2 separate regions of the Zea mays genome follow, and region 2 is linked to region 1. Evidence: chromatin contacts called from public Hi-C data. All regions are on one chromosome and are shown on one strand. Each heading gives the region's core, a stretch centred on a gene start, on an enhancer-like site or on the middle of the called end of the contact. The rest is flanking DNA. Distances are from core to core; before and after follow the strand shown.

Evidence for each region. A called contact is a pair of places that touch in the nucleus more often than the background predicts.
Region 2: a Hi-C map of ear shows a contact between it and region 1, with 2.0 times the contacts expected there. The contact joins the promoter of LOC100272249 here to the promoter of LOC110013313 in region 1. A contact is called at or near these places in 2 of 25 Hi-C or Micro-C datasets (ear and endosperm).

What each region holds. Positions count from the first base shown.
Region 1 is chr2:26,475,781-26,481,285 of Zm-B73-REFERENCE-NAM-5.0, forward strand. LOC110013313 reads left to right here and starts at 2,034. Exons shown (of 9, transcript NM_001350163.1): 1 at 2,034-2,357; 2 at 2,803-3,354; 3 at 3,436-3,714; 4 at 4,074-4,335; 5 at 4,413-4,465; 6 at 4,550-4,617. The coding sequence starts at 2,240.
Region 2 is chr2:26,875,240-26,880,744 of Zm-B73-REFERENCE-NAM-5.0, forward strand. LOC100272249 reads left to right here and starts at 3,435. Exons shown (of 13, transcript NM_001328593.1): 1 at 3,435-3,612; 2 at 3,711-3,805; 3 at 4,527-4,730; 4 at 4,934-5,050; 5 at 5,173-5,301. The coding sequence starts at 3,555. It overlaps LOC103646175, which reads left to right. Exons shown (of 1, transcript XM_035965216.1): 1 at 1-1,579. The coding sequence ends at 1,579.

The DNA.
Region 1 (5,505 bases), core at 784-3,283:
CTAGGTACACATGCCTGTTGTGTGCATTTCGGGGCGGTGGCGTGTCCATAACATCAGATTAAATGCAGAAAATGCTGAGGCTATCCCTTAAGATAGTCACTAAATTGGCTACCTAGGTAGAAATTATAACATATGGCATTACCTTCGTGACATTGTCTTGCTGCCCGCAAGTGATTGCCTATTGGCACTTCTTATCTAATCATATTTCTAGGTACAATATTCATGTGTTTTGGGGCCTATAGGACCGATGCATGTACTGTTTATGGGCCTCAAGTGCCCTGCAAGTTACGTTGCGTGTTTGCACGCCGTGACATCCTCGTAAATGTCACCCATTGCCCATTTAATATATTGTACCTAAGATTTATCTACTAAGTTATCACATTGGAACAATATTAAGATATTTTGATGTAGGGCAACATGTCTCAGTGTCATACTATTTTAGCGGACCCTTCATAACTTTCACCCTCGAAATCGGACGAGGATGTTAATAAGTTCTTGTCTGCTTTAAAGTATCTTTAGCCCTCATAAGCTTATATCACTAGATGCCCCAGGTGCGATTGACCCTAGAGGCTTATGCTGTCAGATGCCCTAGGGCATGGCGTCCCCTAGGACTTATACTGTTGGATGCCCTAGGTGCGAGAAGCCTCGATAGCTCATACCATTAGATGCCCTAAGGAGCGAGGGACCTTGGTGGCTTATACGTAAGATGTCCTGAGAGGCGAGAGGTTTAGGGGCTTATACTCTCATATATATGCCCCATGCCATGAGATGCGTTGGAGGCTTATTTGGTAAGTGTCTCAAGGTGCGGAGGGCCCTAAGGGTCTTTGTCCGTTAGGCGGCCTGGAGAGCAAGGGGGTCTAGGGGTTTACTTCTGTACGCTCCAGGGCTGGCGCTGACTACAGGGCTGCCACGACGGCCGCCTTGGGCCCCCAGATCCTAGGGGCCCCACCCCCATGCATGCATATGTAGTAGTCTTGGATCAGTTAAGGCTTGAAGCGATGGGCCCTGCATGCAATCAGGCCTGCAAGCAATCGTCCGCACAGGCCTGACCTGCTTGCTACCTGCCTCCCTACGCCTAATTAGATTAATTAGATTAGATCGTCCGGCCATCCGTCCCAGCTATACCACGCGAACGCTTCGACTGCTCCTGCGCACAACTCGCCTTGACCTAATTCTGTAACGCGCCGCCACCTAATTGGATCATCACGCCGCCTTGGAGTCCAGGCAGGAATCAGGACGCCTGGTTCCGTGGTTCGCCGTCGCATTGACGCCTTGCTTCACCGGCAGCTCCACGTGATCCATCACGCACGCACGACACACAAGATTTAGGTACGGTTCTCAGACCTATTGCCTAATCAGCGTGTGCTTGTTTGTGATCTGTAGTCCTGTAGATTAAATATATTTCGTTTTGCTTAATGAATTTGCTTCCAGAAATGTTAGAAGAAATTTTTTAAGGTATTGTAAATTTTATTTAGTATATTTTTAGATATTATATTACTTGTTATAAATAAAAAAAATATGTATTATAGAAGAATATATATTTATATAATATAAGGGGGCCTCATTTCTGTGTTGGCCCTAGGCCACCAAAATCTCAGCTCCGGCCCTGGTACGCTCTATCATACGGTCTAGCAGGATTAACAAAGAGTACTCTTGTATGAACCACAATCATTATCGAAGTTCTTAGTACCCGAGATTAGAGAGGCCTTATGACCCAAAAGTTAGTCTTCGAATCTCAGTTGAGAGCAGCGAGGCTAGAGGGAGAAACGGCAACAGCGAACATGTTCTAGTGGCCTGGTGGGGGTGTATGTATGTATGTTGCGAAAGTTGGGTCGAGGCGGCATGCTGGTGCAATGCATGCTGCTCTGCCTCTCTGCATCAAGCCATCAGCCACGACCATCTCAAGAGGCGACGGGTGCCATGCATGTGCAGAGAGCTGATGATCTGAACAAAAAGAGCAGCAGGACAGGCTGCCTAGGGGTGGGTGGGTGGAGGGTGGTGGGCAACGCTACAGAACCCCAGGGCTTTTTGTTGTCACGGGGAACCACAGCCACCACCCGCGGTCGAGAGGCTACTCGTACGCCGGAAGCAACGCGAAAAAACAAATCATTGTCTCGCCTCACCTCGCCTCGCCCCAGCCGCCGCCCCAGCGATCCGAAACCCCTCTTCGGCCCCTTCCCCACTCCACTCCACTCCACTCTCACTCTCACTCCCACTCCTCACGCGCCGCCGCCTCCAAATGCCGGCGCTTCACCCCCACCGCCGGTCCTTCCCCATTCCCCTGCTACTTCTCCTATCGCTCTTCGCCTCCTCCCCTCTATTCTTCTCCCCGAGCCCCGCAGCAACCGCCGTCGGAGGTCAGCTTCTCTCCTCATCTATTGCATTGCTTATGATGAGTAAATCGCACTATTTGACTATTTTGTGATCCTCTCGCGACACGGCTGGTTCCGTTATGGATCAGGATGCGATAGTTATTGTATGATGATCTACAAACTACAAAGTGACCCGCACTTTGCTTTTTTCCCATGCTACTCGTATGTGTCTGATTTGATTCATCCTAGGACGAGCTTGCTATGAGCTCCTATGCTGACGATCGCGTAAAAACAGCATCTTTGTAGGAAAATAACCCTACATTTCAACCCCCTCCCTCGCTAACATTCTAGTTGATTCAGTGCGGATTGCCCAACGGAGGCAATTAGGCAGTAAACATTGGTTTTACCCAATTTTGTGCGTGCCCTGCTCCCTCCTTACCTATCGTGTTAGGGCCTTACTAAAAGCAACGGTTTCCTTTTTCTTCCACAGATTGCCCTCTGGATTTTAGCTGGGCAAATTTCACACTAGCTGCGGCAGCCTGCTCTGACCCAACGCAGCGGGCGGCGTGCTGCCGCTACATCAATGCCTTCGTTGCCATCTCCATTGCCCGCTATGCCAATGCCACCGGCAGGCTGGGTGTCCCTCCTGCCTTTGCTGAGATCTGTCTCAGCTCCGTGTCCGAGACATTCAAGCTGCGGGGGATCCCCACCGACGCCGACGTCTTCTGCGGTCTGGGCCCCAAGATAAGGGTTTCGTATCAGTGCGCTGGGCGGGATACCGTGTTGGAAATGATGCAGTCCCCGAACTTCAATGACGTTATCGGGAGCTGCAGGGGCCCTCTGTCGCTGGATATCACCTGCAAGACTTGCTTGAATTATGGCATCGTGTACCTCCATCGCCTCATCGGTTCAGACGATAATGTCGGCCTCAGCGTGTGCCGCAATGCGGTTTTTGTAACCCTTGCCACTCAAGGGGGTATTCTTTCATATGAAGATATCGTCACGTGCTTCTTTGGTGTCCAGGGAATCACCACATTTCCAGGTATTAATGTTAACTGCATTTTGACTATGTTCAACTCATGACCACCCAGTGATTTTTTATCTAACTCTGGGAGCACACCAGGACCGGCATCTGTCACATCGACACCAGCATCCTCTCCGAATGTCACTGTTGATTCTCCAGCTCCAAGGATCAAGAGTCTTCCACAGAAGCAACACCAGCACTACCGGATTACAGTTATTCCAGGGATAGGAATCGGTGTTATATTGTTTGCTGTGCTGCTGCAAATCGTCTTAGCGGTACTGATTCGAAGAAAGAGCAGGGAATTGAAGAACGCCGAATTTCCCGCTCGGAATCCAGATAACACATTTCACTACAATCAATCCTGGAGATGCCCCGAAGGTTTGTGAACGCACTCCCATTCTACATAAGCTAGGAACCAATAAGTTTGTATGTGTGTTTGCTATGTCACCAATCATGTATATTGTAAACTGATAGGCTCGTTATTTTTCCGATTCTTATGTAATGTTGTGATGGACATCAGAAACTTGGATGATGCCAACTGAGTGTGCTTTCTTGCATCAAGCTTGTTTCAGGAAGCCCTAACAAATAATAAGAAAAGCTATCTTTTATATCTAATGTTGAGCATTGGCTGATCTACTTTTGCTGAAGCTATTGTATGATAGAGAGTAAAAAAAACAAGGAGACCGTCTTATTTTACCTTTATCTTTAATCCAAACCACTCTGTTTACCTTGTTCAGGCCAATCACCAATGTTCCAAAGGTTTAGCTACAAAGAAACAATGAAAGCAACAGATAATTTCAGCACAGTCATTGGAAAGGGGGGATTTGGAACTGTCTTTAAAGCTCAATTTAATGATGGCTCTATAGCTGCGGTGAAAAGGATGGACAAGGTTTCAAAGCAAGCTGAAGAAGAGTTCTGTAGGGAAATGGAACTCTTGGCTAGGTTGCACCATCGCCATCTCGTGACCCTCAAGGGCTTCTGCATCGAAAAGAAAGAAAGGCAATGCTCTTTCCTTTCCATCATTGCGTACTATAAGTAATATGTGGTGATATGGGGCTTACATTTGAACTTTTCAGGTTTCTTGTGTATGAATACATGGCGAACGGAAGTCTAAAAGATCACCTGCACTGTATGTTCTCATCTGTTTCAAATCTTGTCTATATGCAAAGCATATATTTGAAACTTCTCTTATGTGTTATTTGAAATTTTGCAGCATCTGGAAGGAAGCCATTAAGCTGGCAGACAAGGCTGCAGATTGCAACGGACGTGGCCAATGCTCTGGTATGTTCACCACTACAAATTGAACTGATCCACGCCTTGTCTTTTGTTCGTGCTTTGGTTAAAAAAACTGGAAAGTATCCTTTATGCCTTCAGCCCTTCAGTGCTCAACTAGTCATGCCTCAAGTTCACACTTTTCAGTAACTACAGTATTTTACTTGTTTTTATCTATTCGGTTTTATCTTTAAGCTACAAACTATTCTCCTTAGTTTCTTTGTTGCTGTTTGCCTGACGAACTACAGCTTCTGGAATAAAAGATCAAGCTAAGAGGGGAGACTAGGCTACAGTTCACACTGAATTTATCATGAAAACAACATAACTAATCATAGCCAGTAGCATCAAATCTAGCTGGCCATCTCTCCACCCTCCTTTCACCAAGAGCAATCATCCAGGTCCAGACCATCTATATAAATGCCATTAAGTTGCTGGGGTGTCTTATCACTGCATCGAATTCTGGATCTGGATAGTAGTTTGAGATATTTCTGGGAGATGTCCCATATTCGAAACCCTATTTGAAAATCGATAAAATAACTAATCCCTTGGTGTGTGCACACTATACTATATGAAGCATTTTGCACCCCTTCACATAGAATGGTTCCTGCCTTGAAGTCTTGTTTTAAAAATCGAATCAATAATTATGACTGATTCGCTGTTATTTGAATGAGATAACAAAAGTGCTTAGTCACTTATCCTACATTCCTATGACTAAACCGCTACCCGTTCTTGGCAAAGACCCTCCATAGCTACTATCTCCAATGTGTTCAATGCCTTCTGAATCTCCAGAAGTGGAACCAATAGGTCCCCCTCTCGTCCACTCTGAAAGTTAGCATCCTTATTTACTGGTGCTGCCTTTACAACTCCATTTGTCTTTCTGGGACTTCCTTGGACCAT
Region 2 (5,505 bases), core at 2,185-4,684, 400 kb after region 1:
GCATTACCTGGTCGCCCAGGGCGTCCTCCCCGACCACGTGCTCAGGGACAGGGAAGACCCGCCCGCCAGCCGCGGGAGGAATCTAGACGGCGGCGGCGATCCTAGATCGAGCTGGAACGATGGGGACTGGGCCCGCGCCTGGGAGGATGACGACAGGCAGGCACGGAAGTCGACGAGATGGGACAGGAGAAGCCAGAGCTTTGACGACAGGGGTAAAAAGTACCACGACGCCGGCCGTGATGTAGACCGGGGTGCCCGCCGGACTCGAGATTACGATGAGCCCAGGAGACCTCCGATGTCGAGATCCTACTCGCATAACGACCGCCGCCCTTCCGGCTCCGCTGATGGCGGCAGAGTGGATCCAAGGAGCAGGAGCAGGAGTAGAAGCAGGGCCAGGATCCGCAGAGATTTGGATCACACCAAGGTGACAGACTCTGGCATTATTCCTGCTGATGCTGCTGATGATGGAGACTGTGATGTGCACTACGGTCATGTTGATGAAATGCCAAGGCAGCAGCGGAGGGTGCCTAGTTCAGTGGTGGTTGCAGACAGTGCCGATCAGGCAATGGCTACCGAAGACGGGGAGGCGGAGTTCGATATCCATGGACTGAATCGCACTCGAGACGTTTCTGAAGACGAGGACGGTGAGTTTGCAGCTGCTCGCTTGAATGGTGAAGATGATGTTCATCCGTTGAAATCTGTTAAGGAACCGGCCTTGCATAGGGGGTCCCAGCTCAGCAATGCCGTAGAGGACAGGGAAGCTGCCAATGCACCCACCATGGTCATGGATGCTTGTACGAGGGAAACATCAGGTGAGGACAATGCCTACTCTGAAGCAACAAATGAAATGGTGGCTCCACATCCACATAGTGAAGGTAAACCAGAGCTGCCAGCTTCGTGCAGACCTTTTGACCTCAACGTCGTCGAAACTCCAGATGCCTGTGAAATGGCTGGTGATCCTCAAGCAGACCATGTTTCTGATTTAGTTGGCTGGATACACCAGCAAACTAACTGCCATGCTTCAGAATTTCAAGGTCAAGATGAGCGTCACATGCTGAAGAATGGGCACGACTTGATTAGGTATGATCTGAACAGCGAGGCTGTTGAAGACGCACAGGATATTCACCTGCTGGAGGATGAGAAATTACCTGTAGGTCTTGGCATTGATGCGCATGATACGACTAGAATCCAATGTTGGCGCGGTTCGCATTTACGTCTGAATCAAAATGCTGGTGAGCTGGAACATGAAAACGACTGTGTGATTGGTGAGCAGCTGCTGCTAAGTGATGGCATGGATGGACATCTTGTCCGCGATTACCAAATGGCGTCAGAACCCAAGATGGGTGTCTATGATTTGCACAGCTACAATCTGGAAAGCGAGAAAATGCTCCTAGATGATGGTGCAGAGAAACACGCACATGATAATTGCCATCTACACGACGGGCAAGTGCTTTTCAATCAGTCTGCGAATCTACAGGCTCACAATAGGGCCAATGAGCGAACAATTCCTGTGATCAATCTCGAAGATGATGATTATGAAGAGCAGTCTGATATCAGGGAGTTTCTCGAATCCAAGTAAGCCTTTTTAGATAATCCTTCCTTTTGTTGTGCTCTCAAGGGAAAGATAGAAAATCCTTCACATGCATCTGGACATGTTCACTGTATGTTTTGCAACAGCTAACCTCAAGTTCTTCTCACGATCCTCGGATTTTGTTTGACCGAGAACACGACCTTTTATTTGCCTTATATGGGATCGATGCCTTTACAGTCTTTGTTCATATGTTTTTGTGTGGACTGTCATCCATATCACAACTCCTGTCGCTGCATGGCCACAGGATGAAAATTACTGGCTAGGTCTAATAAACTGGTGTGATTTTTTGGTACTACCTCCCGTTCCTGAATATTTGTTGCATGCTAGTTCATTTTTGAACTAAAATGTGACAAATAAAAAAGAACGGAGGGAATAACATAGAAGCATGCATGTGCTATGGGAGAGCGTACAATATCGGACGATCGTTTTTTCACATGCTAGTCTTAGGCTTTCTCCAGCAGCCTCCCTATCACACTCCATATACTGCTCCCTATTTCAAACTCTACTCTCTAAATAATGTCGTCTACGGTACAAAACAATGTTTTGCATGCCCGTTTGCACGGACTACTGGAGATGGCCTAAAAATGTTTGTGCTATGTCTCTGATAAACTGAACTCATGCACACAATGTTTGTGCTATGTCTCTGATAAACTGAACTCATGCACACAATCGAACGGTCTTCTCCTATTCACCTGCTCTTCTGCTCATGTTCTGTTGATTTCAATATATCGACATGAATGAATGAATGAAACCAAAAAATGCATGGTTGACTGCTTCACTAGATGTATGTGTTCTGCTTACTCAAACGGATATTTCGTCATGTCAAGCAGGCTGTGTTCTTGTGTATTTGTGCTGTCGGGTGACAGCTGCAAACAATAGGAATAAACTGCCGGTTTCCTTCACTCGCCTGGTTTGTGTTGAGAAACTGAGTGAAGTTGACAGCTATGCTTTGCTTTCGCTGACTGCTGGCGTACTAGAAATAATAGTAGATTGATTTTGTTTTGTGATTATGTCTCGCTGACTTATGAACCTTTTGTTTGTTGTGTGTGTTTGTTGGTCAGAAGTTATCAATGCCTGGGACATGCCCTTCTCTGAGCTTGGGAAGTGGGCAAGTGGCCATGTTGTTTGCCAAGACGGCTGCGAGATTCTGCGTCAGTCAGTGCAATATGTCGTCATCCTGGAGCATTGGAAACAAGATTTGCAATGTTTTAAAGGTGGATGCATCATGCTCCATCCATACATAATAATTGATTGAAGAAAGGAAGTCGTTCAGGTGCTGTACTAGGAGAGGATACCTGACTCACCGACCTGGCCTCAGCACTCAGCAGTCAGCAGCAGCTTGTAGGCGTCTTCAAAACTTCAGCTTCACCTTCTTGTAGTTGTGTTCCTTTCCTTTCCAGTTTCCATGCTGGTGCGTACGTGTGCGTGCAAGCAATATTCAGTGTGATGCATGGCCACAATATTCAACTTCACCTTCTTGTAGTTGTGATTTGCTGTCGAGGTGATGCATGGCCACAATATTCAGTGTGTCTATGTATGTATCTCAGGCCCGGAGCAGTGAGCTGCGTCTGCGCATGAACGCAAAGTAAAGCTGTGACTGTGACTGTGACTGTCAGGAACAGGAAGTACTACTACACTACTGGTGGCCTGTGTGCGCTGTCCCCTGTGGAGGGAAACCAACAAGGCCAAACACACACGCACGTTGGGCCGAGAAAAAAGAAATAGAAATACGGGCCCATCTCATCTATGTTCTAGTTAATGGAAAATCCGGCCTGTGTCACTGATGGTAGATCAGGCCCAATGAACACGATCACAGCCACACCAACGCACCACGCTCGGCTGCGAGCTTGCGACCCCACCGACACACACAGCAGGGAAGCGAGGGGAAGGAGAGGCAAGGCGGCGCGGCCAGCGGCCCAGGATATCTGCGCGTGCGATCCCGAGGAGGCGTCGGCGAGGTGGGATGATATCGCAGTTCTTCGTTCTGTCGCAGCGCGGCGACCACATCGTCTTCCGCGACTGTAAGATCTAGATCTTAGATCCCGTCCCCCGCCGCCCGATCTGGGCCGAATTGAGCTGATTTGATTGGATAAACTCTGTGGCGGCCTTTTGTGGGCAGATCGCGGCGAGGTGCCCAAGGGAAGCGCGGAGATCTTCTTCCGGAAGGTCAAGTTCTGGAACGACGACGAGGCAGAGGAGGCGCCCCCGGTCTTCGTACGTATCTGTTACTTACTCCCGCTCTCTTGTTCAGACTGCAAGCTTTGGGCAACATCGGTAGACAACTTAGCAGCAGTAACTGTGATTCTCGCCTCGTGTTAGCTGAATGCTGTACTTCCAAGCTTGTGGTTTAATCGGGACTAGCACTTTGATTGTGTGGAATGTGTGCATTTATAGTTTAGTGAGTGGTGTCGGATTGTTGGTTTTGCAGCATTACCTTAGAAAATCGGTTGGACATACAGCACAATGTGAGTTGTGCGTTATTGTCAAATTTCCTTTCGTATCATGTGCTTATGTTGCCATCCGTTATCTGTTACCATCAATCTGTATGGACCATTTGGTTAAAACATTTAACGGTACATTTTTGTGTGCCATCCACGTACTGTCTTGGACAGACGCTTTAAGATGAACCGGAGTAAAACTGGGTGTCATACCTTATGTGGTTTACTCTACCTACTCTACATACGTTCAGGATTAACAGGAACTATGCTCATTAACAAAAAGCAATTTTCTATTCAATGAAAAATGGTTTTTACCGTGATGTGTAATTGTCTCTATCAGCTGCGTCTACGGAGCCTTTTGTGGATCATTTTTGGCAAATTTAATACTTGACTTTAAACAGTATGAAAAGACAGTGGTTCCACCTGTGATCTGTTTATTTATGCCTCGCTTTACTGTTTGATGGGACAATCGGTATTCTTACATTTTACTATGACAGAATGTCGATGGGGTTAACTATATTCATGTCAAAGTCGCTGGACTATTTTTTGTGGTAACCACAATGGTTAATGTCTCCCCATCCCTTCTCTTGGAGCTTCTTCAAAGGATTGCACGTGTTACAAAAGATTATCTCGGCGTTCTTAATGAAGATTCATTGCGGAAGAACTTTATTTTGGTGTATGAATTGCTTGATGAAGTCATTGTAAGTACTCTACGCCATTCTGAACTTGTATCCTTTGTGACCTGGTTTTTAGTCACTAGCAAAGCCTAATTTGTAATATCTAACAAACAAGTTGTGGGCTTCCACAGTGATTTGTATGATTCATCTGTTTATGGGAATGCTTGCTACCATCTTCTGTTAGCATTTTGTATGTTTTTTTCAAACAAGTTGAGTTGTGCAATCAGGACTTTGGATACCCACAGACAACCTCTACTGAAGTTCTCAAGTCGTACATATTCAATGAACCCATTATGGTTGATGCTGGAAGGCTGCCACCGCTTGGTCCTGCTGCTATGTTCATGGTAAGACTTGTGCACATTACTGCAGGTAACATAACATTAGGTTTTTTTTGACTGAGGAACATGCATTCCTGGTGCTATTTTGACAATTGCATAGTTTCATTTGACACCCTTGTCTTCTGCAGCAAGGCACGAAGCGTATGCCTGGTACAGCTGTTACAAAATCTGTTGTTGCTACTGAGCCTGGGGGGAAGAAGAGGGAGGAAATTTTTGTTGATATCATTGAGAGAATTAGTGTAACATTCAGCTCGAGTGTAAGTACCGGTCTATGTCACGTCTTGTCGTTCTCCTCAGTCGTCAACATCTCAAGATATTTTCCCCTTTTCTTTTGTTGAAATCATTTATATATGTTCTGAATTAGCGGTTCTAAATGTTTTAGATAGTGAGGATGCCCACTGGAATTTTTGTTTTCATATATCATCATCTAGTTTTGGTTTGTTGTTGCCTTTACTGCAAGA